Regions from separate parts of the Gasterosteus aculeatus genome. Here region 2 is linked to region 1. The links are chromatin contacts, called in public Hi-C maps. All regions are on one chromosome and are shown on one strand. Each heading gives the region's core, a stretch centred on a gene start, on an enhancer-like site or on the middle of the called end of the contact. The rest is flanking DNA. Distances are from core to core; before and after follow the strand shown. Region 1 holds the start of id2a (inhibitor of DNA binding 2a). Region 2 has its middle 55 kb from the start of LOC120832839.

Evidence for each region. A called contact is a pair of places that touch in the nucleus more often than the background predicts.
Region 2: a contact with region 1 is called in a Hi-C map of skeletal muscle, with 3 times the contacts expected there. The contact joins the enhancer-like site here to the promoter of id2a in region 1. A contact is called at or near these places in 5 of 6 Hi-C or Micro-C datasets (liver, skeletal muscle, tail fin and 1 more).

Annotation. Positions count from the first base shown.
Region 1 is chr15:7,479,026-7,485,749 of fGasAcu3.hap1.1, reverse strand. It overlaps id2a (inhibitor of DNA binding 2a), which reads left to right and starts at 1,838. Exons shown (of 2, transcript XM_078089967.1): 1 at 1,838-5,939; 2 at 6,242-6,724. The coding sequence starts at 5,586. The coding sequence ends at 6,298.
Region 2 is chr15:7,582,659-7,589,024 of fGasAcu3.hap1.1, reverse strand. No RefSeq gene overlaps it. Among protein-coding and RNA genes, the nearest start is that of LOC120832839, 55 kb to the left of the region's middle. Within about 2 kb of position 4,489, at least 3 of the 9 cell types and tissues checked have open chromatin away from gene starts, as enhancers often do. A contact at or near this core is called in liver, where this site is marked.

The sequences.
Region 1 (6,724 bases), core at 589-3,088:
CAAGTCTTCCTGTTTGTTGTTTGCGAGGAATCAACAGCAGTAGTTACAGTATGTTGGATATAGTAAAATGTGTTATATGTGTTACAGCAATCTCGGCACACATTGAACTGCTGTTCTGTACATTTCAAACATATATGATTTTCAAACAGTCCAGAAGAGCTACAAGCAAGATTGTGTTGCATGCTACTAGTTCAAAGGATAAGGCACAGATTTACAATCGCAACATACTTTATTATTTTAACGAGTCACACTTTATGATCATTAATGCAAGAAACTAATGTTTTAAATCAATGTGAAAGAACGTGTGACGTTCCCTGAAATGAAATCTGCAACCCAGTTGACCAGTTGATATACTGTCGTTGAGACACGTACACAAAACCGTCTTACCGCAGTACCAGAAGTCCCAGGCAAAAGGTGGTATCACAAGCTAGTTTCAGGTCTCACATATATTTTCAATTCCCCATGGAATAGAGGAAGCTGACCGCCTGCACGGTGGGATTCAAACGACATCCACACCATTCATTTGCTCACCGAGGCATCTGCGAGCGAGACGACAAGCAAAAAGGCCCAGAGGAGGAACATTAGGCCGCCGTTGCACATCGACGGCTGACTCGATGCTCATTAATACCAAATTCTAATGTTAATATATTTTCTGCAACTTACCATCTCTGATCTCCCCGCTGCAGAAAAAAAAAAAAAAGAATATGATTTCGAACATAATCTTGTGACAGTGTGCTCGACTAGAGCCACACTGTCATACTCCCGGTGTGAAAGTGTAGATATGCAGATATCTGATTACTGGGGTACAGACTGCTTGCTGCAGTGACAGCTGTGCCGCCGTGATAGGTGGGCGACACAGCAATGTTAGCGTGTGATTGTATGCCAACGGGCAATATTGCCCGAAAGTTAAACTGAAGCCAACTTTTCCACACTGCCAACTGGTTGGTGGTTGTCGCGCTGGCCAAAAGATCTGAGTGGAAAAAAATAAATAAATAAAGTTGATTCCCGACAACTTCGGACGACTATAGTTGCCGGGGAATGGCGTAATCCGCCGCCCGTACCTCCCCGTCCCATCTCCTGCTGCCAGCTGTGTGCTGTGGAGGAGCAGAGGGAGGGCCCGGCTCCAGGGAGGCGTGGAGTGGCCACTCTACGACCAGCCTGGAAGGTACTCGGGTAGCCATGGTGCCTTTGTCTCCCAGTCCAATCTGGCCACCTCATCTCTCCCGTCCACCCATCCATCGCTCCCGGTGCTTCCTCCCTTCCCCCGTGGGCCCGCTGCAGCCTCTCACCTCACAATGGAGCCAGGCCTCGGTGGCTGCTGCTCAGAGAGCAGAGAAAGTCCCATCTGGACCACAGGAGAGACCGGGGAGAGGTGCGAGGTGGACGGGGAGGAAGACAGCGGCAAGGCCAGATGTATTTTTAGGCAGGGCCAAAGACGGATTGAACCAGAGCCTCTTTCTATGCTGGAGGCAGTAGATTTTCATTGTCGCAAAGAAAAAAGTCACGTTATGAATTCATGAACACATGCTGAATCTGTGAATGAATCATAAAATGTGTCCAGTAAACACATCTGTTCATTATTAGAGATTCATTGTTACACAAAAATGTTGTTATGAATGTTGACTGACTGCTAAACTCTTTTGTGTCTGTATTAGACCGTAAATGTGTGTTCAAATAATAAGGAAATTACTACTATTATATTGATAATGGGGTTATTTTTGGGTTACAACTTCTCAAATGAGGGGATTTTATCCTTTTTGGTCATTTCTATATATGGATATTTATATATGGATTTTGGCATATTAGTTGGATAAAACCGGGACGATATCTTGGCAACCAGGAAATTATTTTTATTAAACATGAAAAATAAAATACTATCATGAAAAAACTGATGATTGCAACCGATTGTATCATAAGGATGCTCTTAGTTATGACATTACACTGCATTGCAAGAGCTCTAACGCAATTGCAGTAGATTTCTCTGGCCGTTTGTTGGCTGCACGTTCACCCCGTGCAGATCACAGCCCCCTTCACTACATCACTGCAGATCGAGGGTGTAGAACATTCAGACCACGCCCCGAAGCCGCTACAGGAGTCCCCGCGCCACCCTTGGATGAGTGCACTCCTCCGCGCGCCAGGCGCGACCCGGTGGAGAGGCGCATGACGCAGATGGAGAGGAAGTCACCGAAAAAGGCGCAGCGCGGCTGTTGTAACTCGGACGGACGCGCACTGCGAAACGAGCTGAATTCGACGTCGGCTCTTTCGCGTAAGACGCGGCGGTGTTGACACGCAGGTTTTTGGGGAGTAAACGGTTTAGAATCAATGCAGTGAGTTTAACTTGAATGACGAACCGCTTCGCTGTGCACACAGGGGACGTAACAGATTCGGCACTTCAACGATTAAGGTTTTTTTTCTTCTTTTTTCATTTCCTATACGGTTAGTGTAGCCTCTGACCTTTTATTTTCCGCATTATGTCATTACATTAATCCCCTTGCCGTTTAAACACAGTATTTTTGGGTGCACGGAGAGTAACTTTTTATTTGAATACCCTTCGCTGCGTCGGGACTTGAGGACAGGTTAGAAGAAAAGCAAAAGTTTCTTTGTATGCGGGTCATAAACACACAACGAAAATCCATTTCGAATCCGCTGAAAGAATGAAGATGAAGCTGCAGGGGCGGAGGATCAACACGTCTCTGACCGCAGCGCAGCAGCCCGACGCCGGCTGCAGCTGCAGGGCGCACCGCAGCCGGCTGGCAGCTCCGCTTTGTTGTCTAAACCTCATCTCCTGAACCCAAAGTGGGGGGAGAAGGGGGAGAGAAGGGGGACGTAGAGAGGCGAGCCACCGAGGAATGCCTTCGTGACTCGGATGGGGGCAAAGGAACCTTTAGGGGAACTTGTGGAAACGACTTGTGGCCATTTGGTTCATATGGTGAAGGCATACATTTAGCTGGACAGTCATGGAAACTCAAATTGGTCGGAGCCAACAAACAGCTGTAGACTCATTTATCTTTTTTGACATTTGAAAAAAAAACGATTTAAAAAGATATTAAGATGTACCAATTACTCCAATGCATCATACCATTTAATGACATTACATACTGGATTGTCCTCACTGATGCATGAAGGTCCCACTGTCCCTCAGTGAGATGTCCTATTGGGGAATCTGTGGAGTATATAAACTACAGCCAGCCATTCCTATATTACCATAATAGTATCCTCCTAGCAGATCATAATCCAATCGAGTGGGGAATCAAACGTGACCCGGTCCCGGGGTTGATCAGCTGAGAACCTGCACTTCTGATTGACAACCCCGAAACCCCGTCTCCATGGAAACCGCCTCGGTGGCGCCGCGAGGGCTGGCTCGAGGGCTGCTGTGAATAGGGTGACGTCACGGCACCGGCGCCAGAGAGTCTGCTCCAAAAGCGCAGCGAGAGGGAGGAGGAGGAGGAGGAGAGAAAACGGGGAGGAATAGAAGAAGAAGAAGGGGTGAGGCGGCGGCCGCTGGATGTGCGCTCGGCTTTGCACCGACGTGCTCTCTGCGCGATTTAATCACCTTTGGCCGTCAGGAATCGCTCATCGTCCAGAGGCGCCGCGCGAAATGTGCTCAGCCTGTAGGGAACGACGGGGGGGGGGGGGCGGGGGGGGGACGTGGGGCGAAATGGAAACGTCCCCATCGCGCCAGATGTGGAGTTTTCAGATGAGATTAGAAATCCACAAGAGAACGGGGATCGCCGGACAGCTGAAGGAGAAGCTGTCCGGGCCGCGTAAAAAGATGACACAGATGGTGTTTTTCCTGCATTTAGAGAGAAATGTGGGAAAACATGCGACGAGGACGCAAATTCATCATCGCATTGATTATTGTACTGGCCAACTATTACTGACTGCACCTCCTCTGCTCACAGAAATCAGCTCGCTGGACCTTTTTTCACTCAGAACTGTCTCCCTTTTGTTCATTACCGGTTACTTTGTGTCTTGTTTGTGTGTTTTTTGTTCTGCAAACATAAATTAATTCAAACAAACCCTAAAAATGGTTTACTCTCCTCCACCCACCCTTTGCCTCTATAACAATATATATATATATATATATATATATATATATATATATATATATATATTTTTTTTTTTTATATTTTTTTTATATATATATATATATATATATGAGGTTTTTTTTTAAATCAAGGGAAATGCAATATTCGTGTAAATCACGACAGTCCACAACTGCCCCCCGGGGGTATTTCGTGCGGCATCAAACCCCCCCCCCTCCCTCTCCCCTCCAACCTCCAGCAGAGGAGTGAAGCGTGTAATTCCTACAAACAAATGGCTCATTCACAAAACGTAAAAGTGTCAATAGCGGTTAATCCCCTCTTCATGTGCTCAGATATGAAAGCCACATTTGTAGGCCGTGACTAAGTGAACTTTGACACACAACATGCTCAGGTGACAATCAACACTGAAGTGCACGGGACCGGAACTGATGCGTTTAGATGTGCTCAGCCACTTACACGGCCGCGCTGATACACAGTGCAGACAAAACCTTCCCGTGATGAGGATTGTGTTTCATAATGATGAAATGTGAACAACAACGCAATAAATAGTTGTCGGGTAATGGATGTGTTTGTTTTTTTTAAATCCTGAGCATCGTCAACATTTTTGACAGAACACACACACACACTGCTGCTCCCGCTGAATGAAATATATCCAATGTTATGGTGAGTCTTATGACTAAACATTATATATTTGTTTTAAGTTTTCCCAGCTTTAGAGGCTTTATTTCCGCCAGCATAAATACACACACATATATTTCTTATTGCTGGTCTGGCGAGCTTCCTGTTGGATGCATTTCAGCCAAACATTTCCCCCCTCAGTTTGTTATTCAGTCTCAGTAAGTTGCCTTCACACCGGTCCGGCCTGAAGCGAATTAGGGAATCATCAAACGCGCCTGGTACCTGTCATCACTGGTCCACACCTCCAAACCTGCACGTGGAAACTCAATGTAGTGTGATGAGTGATCGCTCTCTGTCTGTTGGATAAGTCATCGTGCATAAACTCTCCACGCATCCACGCATCAAAATCATTTTTCTCTCCATGGAAATATTCATTTTGAAATCAATTTTTGGCTTGATTTTCATCACAAAACCACCGAGATTAAAATCGCGCACAGGTATCGCCACGTGCTCACGCATTGTCCACGGTCAATTGAAAGCAACGCAAATCATTAATTTTCCTGATCAGAAACAGGTAAGGGCTTAATTTTCCAAATTGCCCACCGGAGCTGCTGAAGCGCCCTCTGGGTTCCGCCTTCCGAATGCGTTGCCACTGGTAACGCGGCGGAGAAAGGGAGGGACTTGAGCGCAAAGAGCCCGTAGCAGAGCCAAACGGCGTTGAGCGACAGTCCCCTCGTCCAATCAGAGCGTCCGACCCGCCTCTGTCGCATGCCCTGCCTCCCGCCTATATAAAGCCCACTGACAGCTTGGTTCTCCAGTCTGATCGCTGATCGTCTGGCACATACGGGACATAAAAAGAAGCAAGATATCGACACACGCGACCGCGCTCTCTCGCCTAACTTAAACAGAAGGAGAAAAAAAATGAAAGCAATAAGCCCCGTGCGGTCCTTCCGGAAAAACAACGCGAACATATCAGAGCACTCCTTGGGAATCTCGCGGAGCAAGACCCCGGTGGACGACCCGCTCAGCCTGCTGTACAACATGAACGACTGCTACTCCAAGCTGAAGGAGCTGGTGCCCAGCATCCCCCAGAACAAGAACGTCAGCAAGATGGAAATCCTGCAGCATGTCATCGACTACATCCTGGACCTGCAGATCGCGCTGGACTCGAGTGTCGCACTAACCAGCCTGCATCACCCTGCGCGGCCGGGGCAGGCTCCATCCAGGACCCCCCTGACCACCCTCAACACAGACATCAGCATCTTGTCATTACAGGTAAATTACACTGTAGCTAAACGAGGGGTCGCAATGGGGGGAGGAGGGATGGAGGGGACGACAGCCTGGTGTGTTGTGGGAGGTATAGAGTGGTTTTGTATTTGTGCGCATAACCGGTGCGCCTTTTCTAAGCCTATGCGTAACTCGCACAAAATGGCTTGTTGAAAAAGAAAATGGCACGTTTCTTTCTTCTTCCTTTCTTCTTTTGGTACAGACTCCGATGAGCCACACAGTGCTGTGTGCGATCGGACGCCGCGTAAAGAATTAACATTTGGTCTGTTTGTTTGTTTGTTTGTTTTCAGTCCCCGGAGTTGCCATCAGCGCTGATGACAGATGACAGCCGGACTCTGCATCGTTAAAAGCGGGTGAGTCGGCTGCGCTCGTGTCTGCTGCTGCATTCTGTCCGGGGCTCCTCGGGGCTCCGCCGCGCAGCCGGTCTCCCAGTCTGCCGGAGCAGGACGGGGCTCCTCCGATCACCATTTAACCCAATCCCCCCCCCCCTCGCCCCGCTCATGTGGTCGACGTCTCGCGTTGCTGTAATGTTTTCCCAGTGTGTGTTGCATGAGAATGGCGCTGCGTTACTGGGGCGGCCAACAGAGCACAGTTGGCTCGAGTTTAATCCACATTTAAACTATATGTATATTGTAGCAGATCCGTATCTAAAAAATGTATATAGGCTACATATGAACAGCATAGGACTCCCTGTCAGTAAGGTGAGCCCTGCCAATGGAAGAATGATGTCTCTTTGGTGGCATAAATCAGAATAAATGCGCTGCGGGGCCGCT
Region 2 (6,366 bases), core at 3,240-5,739, 100 kb before region 1:
TGACTGGCAATGATGTCACGAGACATTCAGCTGCTCGTGGGGGTCATGAGCCGCCGCTAGTGATGCCTCACCTGGAACTCACGGCAGGAAACCATCAGTTCTCATTGATGAGCAAAACCCAGACACGGAAGCCTAACTTTGCTTCGAGAGATATTCAGCACAGTCAAACGTAGCAAACACAGTAAGCAAGAATATGAAACCAATCTGATGATCAATCAGCCTGTTTCTCGCTTAGAAAATTGTTATCTGAAACATTATTGCCAAAAAGGGAAGAGTAATGTGACATTTGAAGAGTTTAAGCTAAACCACAGCTTCTTTTTGACATTTGGGCTAAAACATTTTAATTCAGTTTCAGTTTCATTTTGACAAAGCATATTAAACACCGCCGAGGGGAAAGTTGCTGGATTCAACTTGATGAGAAAAGTACTCACATCTTTTCACAATAGGCTTGCTGTTTATTGGGGCGGTAGCAATTGATGTTTTAAACATCAGGAAATCATGCCGAGTTTCACAGTATCTCAGCAAAGTTATGACAACACAAGAATGCTCCCACATGCACGCACACACTCTCACACACACACACACACACACACACACACACACACTAGCTGAACCCATATCTGTATGATCTCAATCAAAAGCCTTGGAAGGAAACTCGTTAAATTACTGGATTTAGAAAACAGAATTGTTTATATTTTAGAGCTTCTGTAGAAAAATTGATGCTGTTTAATTTTTTGACTTCATTGTGCAAAGTGACAACACGAATATCTGCTTTCTAATTCATTTATAACTCCTTAATTGACTTGTAATGAATCACTTCTGAAAAGCTTTTAGCCAACGGAAACTTCAAAGAAACACTTAATAAGTCCAGTATTTGTTGTAATACTAATAAACTAAGACTGTCAAAGAAATGAAGGCCAACATGTTTCTTGTTCCCATAAATACGTTAGCCTCAGTTATGCCAAACCTGGAAGGCGTCCAACTCGAGCCATGAGACAACATATTTTGTGTGGGCTAGCTAATACTGTTTGCCCCCCACTTCATCTTTCTGTTCCTGCAGTGGAAAAAAAAAGAGAGTAGGAGGGATCCATGTACATTAAAGGGAAACATTAATTTTGTCCCGGAAGAATTGAGTCACGGTGTCAACTGAAACTGCAAAAAAGAAAGACCTTTAGCTTTCTAATGGAAACAGACGCCGAACATTGAGCTAAGGAACAAACACACCAAACAGTTCTCTTCCCTTTTTCCACTCCACTTTGTTTTCTGTAACCGCCTCACACTCCCCCTTGGTGTACTGTCCTAAAACTGACCAGGCTTGAAATATGACAGGTTTAATACATCCTACATCACCGTTGAGCCCGATTGAGTTACTAGAGCAACAACCGGCCTGTCCCGGCCTGCAGCAGGGCCTGCGGAGCAGCGGCGTGAACACAAGCTCTCGTCAAAAGGCCTTCAAACCCACAAGGAGACAGCGGTCTGAGGGATTGGGGGGGTATGAGTGAAACAAAAGACTGAAGGCGGGAGGTTTACGCCGCGCTGACATTCGGGGCAGGCACTCCGATGACAGGTAAGGAGAAGAGGGCTGGCTGGCTGGCTGCTGCCTGCAGTGTGGGTGGGTGGGTGGGTGAGTGGGTGGGCCACCAGGGGAGGCAGAGAGGGAGGAAAGGCCGGCAGCCCTACCCGGCGCTGTCACCCGCCCCGGCGTGTTTGGATAAGACGCATGGAACATGTGGGGGAATCAGCATGAGGCATCACACCTGGAGGAAAAGACAACTAAACCCAGCCCCCCAGTACGGCGGGCCCCGGCTCCACCAAGTCTAGCCAGCATCTGGAATGGATATCTGGAGATGCAGCCGGCTTCGCAACCCCTCCACAAGCGCTTCTCACCCTATAAAACGAGTGTCTCACTGAGGACTAGTGATAATAAATACTTGTTTATACATTTTTTTTTTTACTTTCTGCACCAAGTCCCATCTGCTCAGCATAATATCATTGTGCTTCTGATGAAAATAATCATTTTTTTCCCTTATAGTTGCTACACTCCCTTCACCCCCAATATGCTTCCACTTGACTCCTCCTGGCTTTAACGAGTGTACAGATGCCCACTGTTTTTTGGTTACAGTAGCGTCAGTCTGCCATCTTTCAGCATGCATCCATTGAAAAGGAGCAATGCATTCCCTCATATTTCAAAACACAATCGCAATATCTGCAATAGCTAGTTTGAAAACATTGGAAACAAAGCAGCTGACATCCATCGCTTTCCTAAAACAGAATGTCATATTGAGAATCCCTGACTATCAATGAGAATGCATGATAGATATCCATAAAAGGTGAATAAAACAGCGACCCACACATGATGCACCACTGTGTGTGTACTCTCTACACGTGTGTGTGTGTGTGTGTGGGGGGGGGGGGGGGGGGGGGTGTTGTCAAGGGCCAACCAGCCGTGTTGTGACTGGAACAATCCCAGCCACAATGTTTGTTTACACAGAACAGCTCACTCACCCAAATAATCAGAAGCTGTGGGCCTTCATAAGCCCCACACAAAGTCAATGGAGCCAGGTTGAGCTGGCGACAGCGCCGATAAGATACTCAAACACAGCCTAGTGATCTGCGATCCACGGCCTCTCCTTCCCACACCCTGTGCCCCACTACCCCCCCCTTCTTTTTTTTTTTTTCCTCTTACAATTCCCAACGTGACTCGTATTTGAAGTTCACGGGTCACACTCGGGAAAACAGAGCCGCTCGGCGATTAAGGCCGAAATTCTTGGTCAGTTTGATTTCGCGTCCTCACTCTTTTCCGCATTCTTTTAGCTCAACACACAAGTCAGAGCAAGCTGCGGTGGTCTGAAAATAAAAAAAAACCCTCTCTCTTTTACAGGAATGCACATTTGCAACACTGTATTGTTACGGTTTTAAGTTAAGTTGCTCGCTCGGCAAATCCTGGTGTGCAAGCGGGTTAAAACATTCATTAACATTCCGTTGATGACCTCGGCATTATGTCCACAGCGAAGGGAGAGCATATATTTGCCTTTGCACGGGACGATGAGGGAAATGATGGAGCATTATGTGCGTCAACGTGTGTCTGTGTGCGCGAGTGAGATAGAGAAACGGAGAGAAGAGCGAGCAGGAGAGAGCAGCGGGGAGAGGGATGAAACACAGCTCACTGATACAACATAATCTATCTGGAACCATGTCTCAATATCACAACATTTCACACATTTACGTGCCACAAATTTGGCAGAAGCAGCCTTCTTCTCAGATCAGTGGAGTTATTTTTGCCTTGTGTACTGGATGCTGCAGGACCGAGATACAGTTTGCAACGGCACAGATGGGAGAGGCTACAGCTCCGGTTGCCGCAGTATCGCATGCAAAAATGTTTGGTATGTTTTAACGCAGATAAAGCTGACATATTCCGAGGCGTTTCGCAGACAATACCCATGGAGGAACAATCTCCCATCTGGCAGTGCAGTCTCTCTGAAATCCTCTCTGTCATGCTGAATGAGAACCGGAGAGACAAAACATTCTGGGTCTGTATATCAGTCCTTATCAAGGCTGTACCTTGGGCCTCGCTTGATATCAACAAAACATCACCCTGCAGGCTAGGACTTCTCCAAAAAAAAAAAAAACCTAATCCTGCACTTTATGTTTTAGTTTGAATTCATAAACATCTCTTCCCGGTTTGATGCTGCACAGAAACAGTTTATGTATTCATCCTCAGGGTATAAATACGGGATCGGGTGGCAGCATAGCGGACACAAGTGGAAGCACACTTGCAATTTGCTGGCTGGGATGAAATTGATCAGCTTTACTCTGCGTCCCCTTCCCGCCCACGTCTCCGTAAAGGAGGATTACTTTCAGAGGCCCGGTTGGCCGCTGCTTTTCTGAGAGGAATGTCAATAAAAGTCACTGCTGTACTGATTCTCTCCACATGATGGTGCAGAGGACAAGTCTCCCCCTGGACGGGCGTGAAAGCTGACATTTACCTTTATGCATGTCCACTGCTCACAGATGAACAATGGATCCAACAATACTGCTTTAAAGGGCCGAAACGTTTTTGTTTTTTTTTATCACCTGTTACTACATCAACAAAATACTGCTAAATAATAAACAAACGCAAATGGTTTGGGTTTCATATTGCAATAATTGCTATTAATTAATTACGTCTGCATTGTTTGTACTGAACAGATGCATGTTTGCATGGAGGCTTATGTTTGAGTGTGCCGCACACGGTAGAACACATCCATGTCTTCGCTAGCTTTGTTTTAAATAGATTTTATTTAGTCGAAGCCGTATGCACAATGTATCCAAACATGACCATAATCCCCTTGGCAGTGTGACGTTGCGTCGTTTTGGTCATTGAACAAAGAGCCGTTCCATCCAATATAGAATACAATAGAGGTCCGTACGTGTGTGTGTGTGTGTGTGTGTGTGTGTGTGTGTGTGTCCTTCCTGTCTGTATGCAGTCACACCTGTACTCTCTGTCATGATGTTATCAGACCCTAAACACCTGCTCCACAGTCTAAGGTCACCAACTACATAAACCTGCCTCCTAGCACAGCGAGATGGGCACCTGAAAATGCACTGTGTGTGTGTGTGTGTGTGTGTGTGTGTGTGTGTGTGTGTGTGTGTGTGTGTGTGTGTGTGTGTGTGTGTGTTTGTGTGCGTGTTGGTGGACGTGCGTGTGTGTGTGATAGAGAGTGTAAATAAATTGGGGCATGTTTTTCTTCTACGGTCATTTATATGCAGCTCATGTCACCCAGCACATCGCTCACAGGTTCTGTACAACCCTGAGTGTGACCCGAATGGAAGAAGAGGTGGATGGAGAGAGGGAGAGAGAGAGAGAGAGAGAGAGAGAGAGAGAGAGAGAGAGAGAGAGATATTGTTGACTTGACCAGTTCATGTACACACATCATGTAGGTGAGTCTCCATCTTTATGATGGCAAAAGAAAGATGTAATATAATGGCAATATGGTTAAATGCCCTCAATATGACCCGTGGCACAAGTTCTGGTAAAGGATTAACAATTAAACAAAGCACGGCAAATAAATTATAGACATTATCGGAAATGATTGCTAATCGGTGGATTCTAATTCATTTATTCTTATCAGCTTATCATGTGCTGTGTATACAGAAAAGAGTAAACAATTGTATGAAACTATGACTTACAATTGACAAAGTGGCCACATCGTTTGTTTTTTTAATTCTTTTTGATTGAAGCTTTCTCATTTTGAACAACAACGTCTCCTCTCCAACTAAAGACCGGCAAGGATCCAGTATTTCTGAATCTCTTTCTGTGTTTTTAAATCCAAGCCGCCTGCTTTTGATTAAAAAAAAACTTCAGTTAATCCCTTAAAAAGTTATGTTTTAATAGTTTCAACTCAGAAATGTTGACTTACCGCACGACTTCATGCTGCTGCTCAGGACTTCAGTTCAATTTGAGTTTTAATTTTCAAACATACATGTGCTTTAATGTGGTAATTTGATGACAGAAAAACACCCAAGACGTTTGTTAACTCGATTTAAGTACAGTTTTACTTTTGTGCACAAACGAAGCAGCAGTGACACTACAAACTATCTACCAACGACTCAACATTCTCCCATCAGCCTCATGTACTTCTCAGATAATGAATTGGTGAACTGCGGTTATTAATAAACAAGGCAGGCCACAGAATAATATCCCCCAGGTTGCAGGCAAGAAAACAAAACACAGCTATTGTGGTTCTTAACAAAGCTGCGGGACATCACCGCATTGAGTGGATTACTGTGTGCAGATAGTGCGGGAAAAAATTGCATTACATTGTTATGCCTGTTGGTGTTTTTGCTCAGAAATACTTTCATTTTCGAGCCTTAATGACAAAAAAAGAAAGCTTCTCTGATTGAAAACAATTCCGGCACTTCAAGCCATAACAAAAATTATGACAACAGCGTTTTCACCAAAAGCAAGACATTTCACGCACCGGGAGCCTTTTGTGATATGCTCTCTCTCTCTCTCCCTCTCTCCCTTCCCCTGGCCCTCCCTCTCTCCCCCTGTCTCTTTCCTTTGTGTGCGTGAATCATCTCTTCCCCGCGGCCTGTCTGTGATCATGTTGATGGGAAACAAAGAAATCATCTTGAATGGCACATTAATTTCCTCCGTTCTCCCCCTGTCCTCTGCCTAATGAAATCCCCTCTGCCACGGGGCCCGAGGAGCCACACTGGCAAGCCGTCACCAGCCAGTAAATATGTTTACCTTGGAGCACTACACTAATGGACTGTTTACTGGAGGGGGGGGGGGGGGGGTTCAGAGACCAAGCAGCTCTGGGTCCGGGTGGGTTGTTCGTTAGACCCAATGGCGGCTCCTTTGCTCGCCCCATCTCCCCCAGA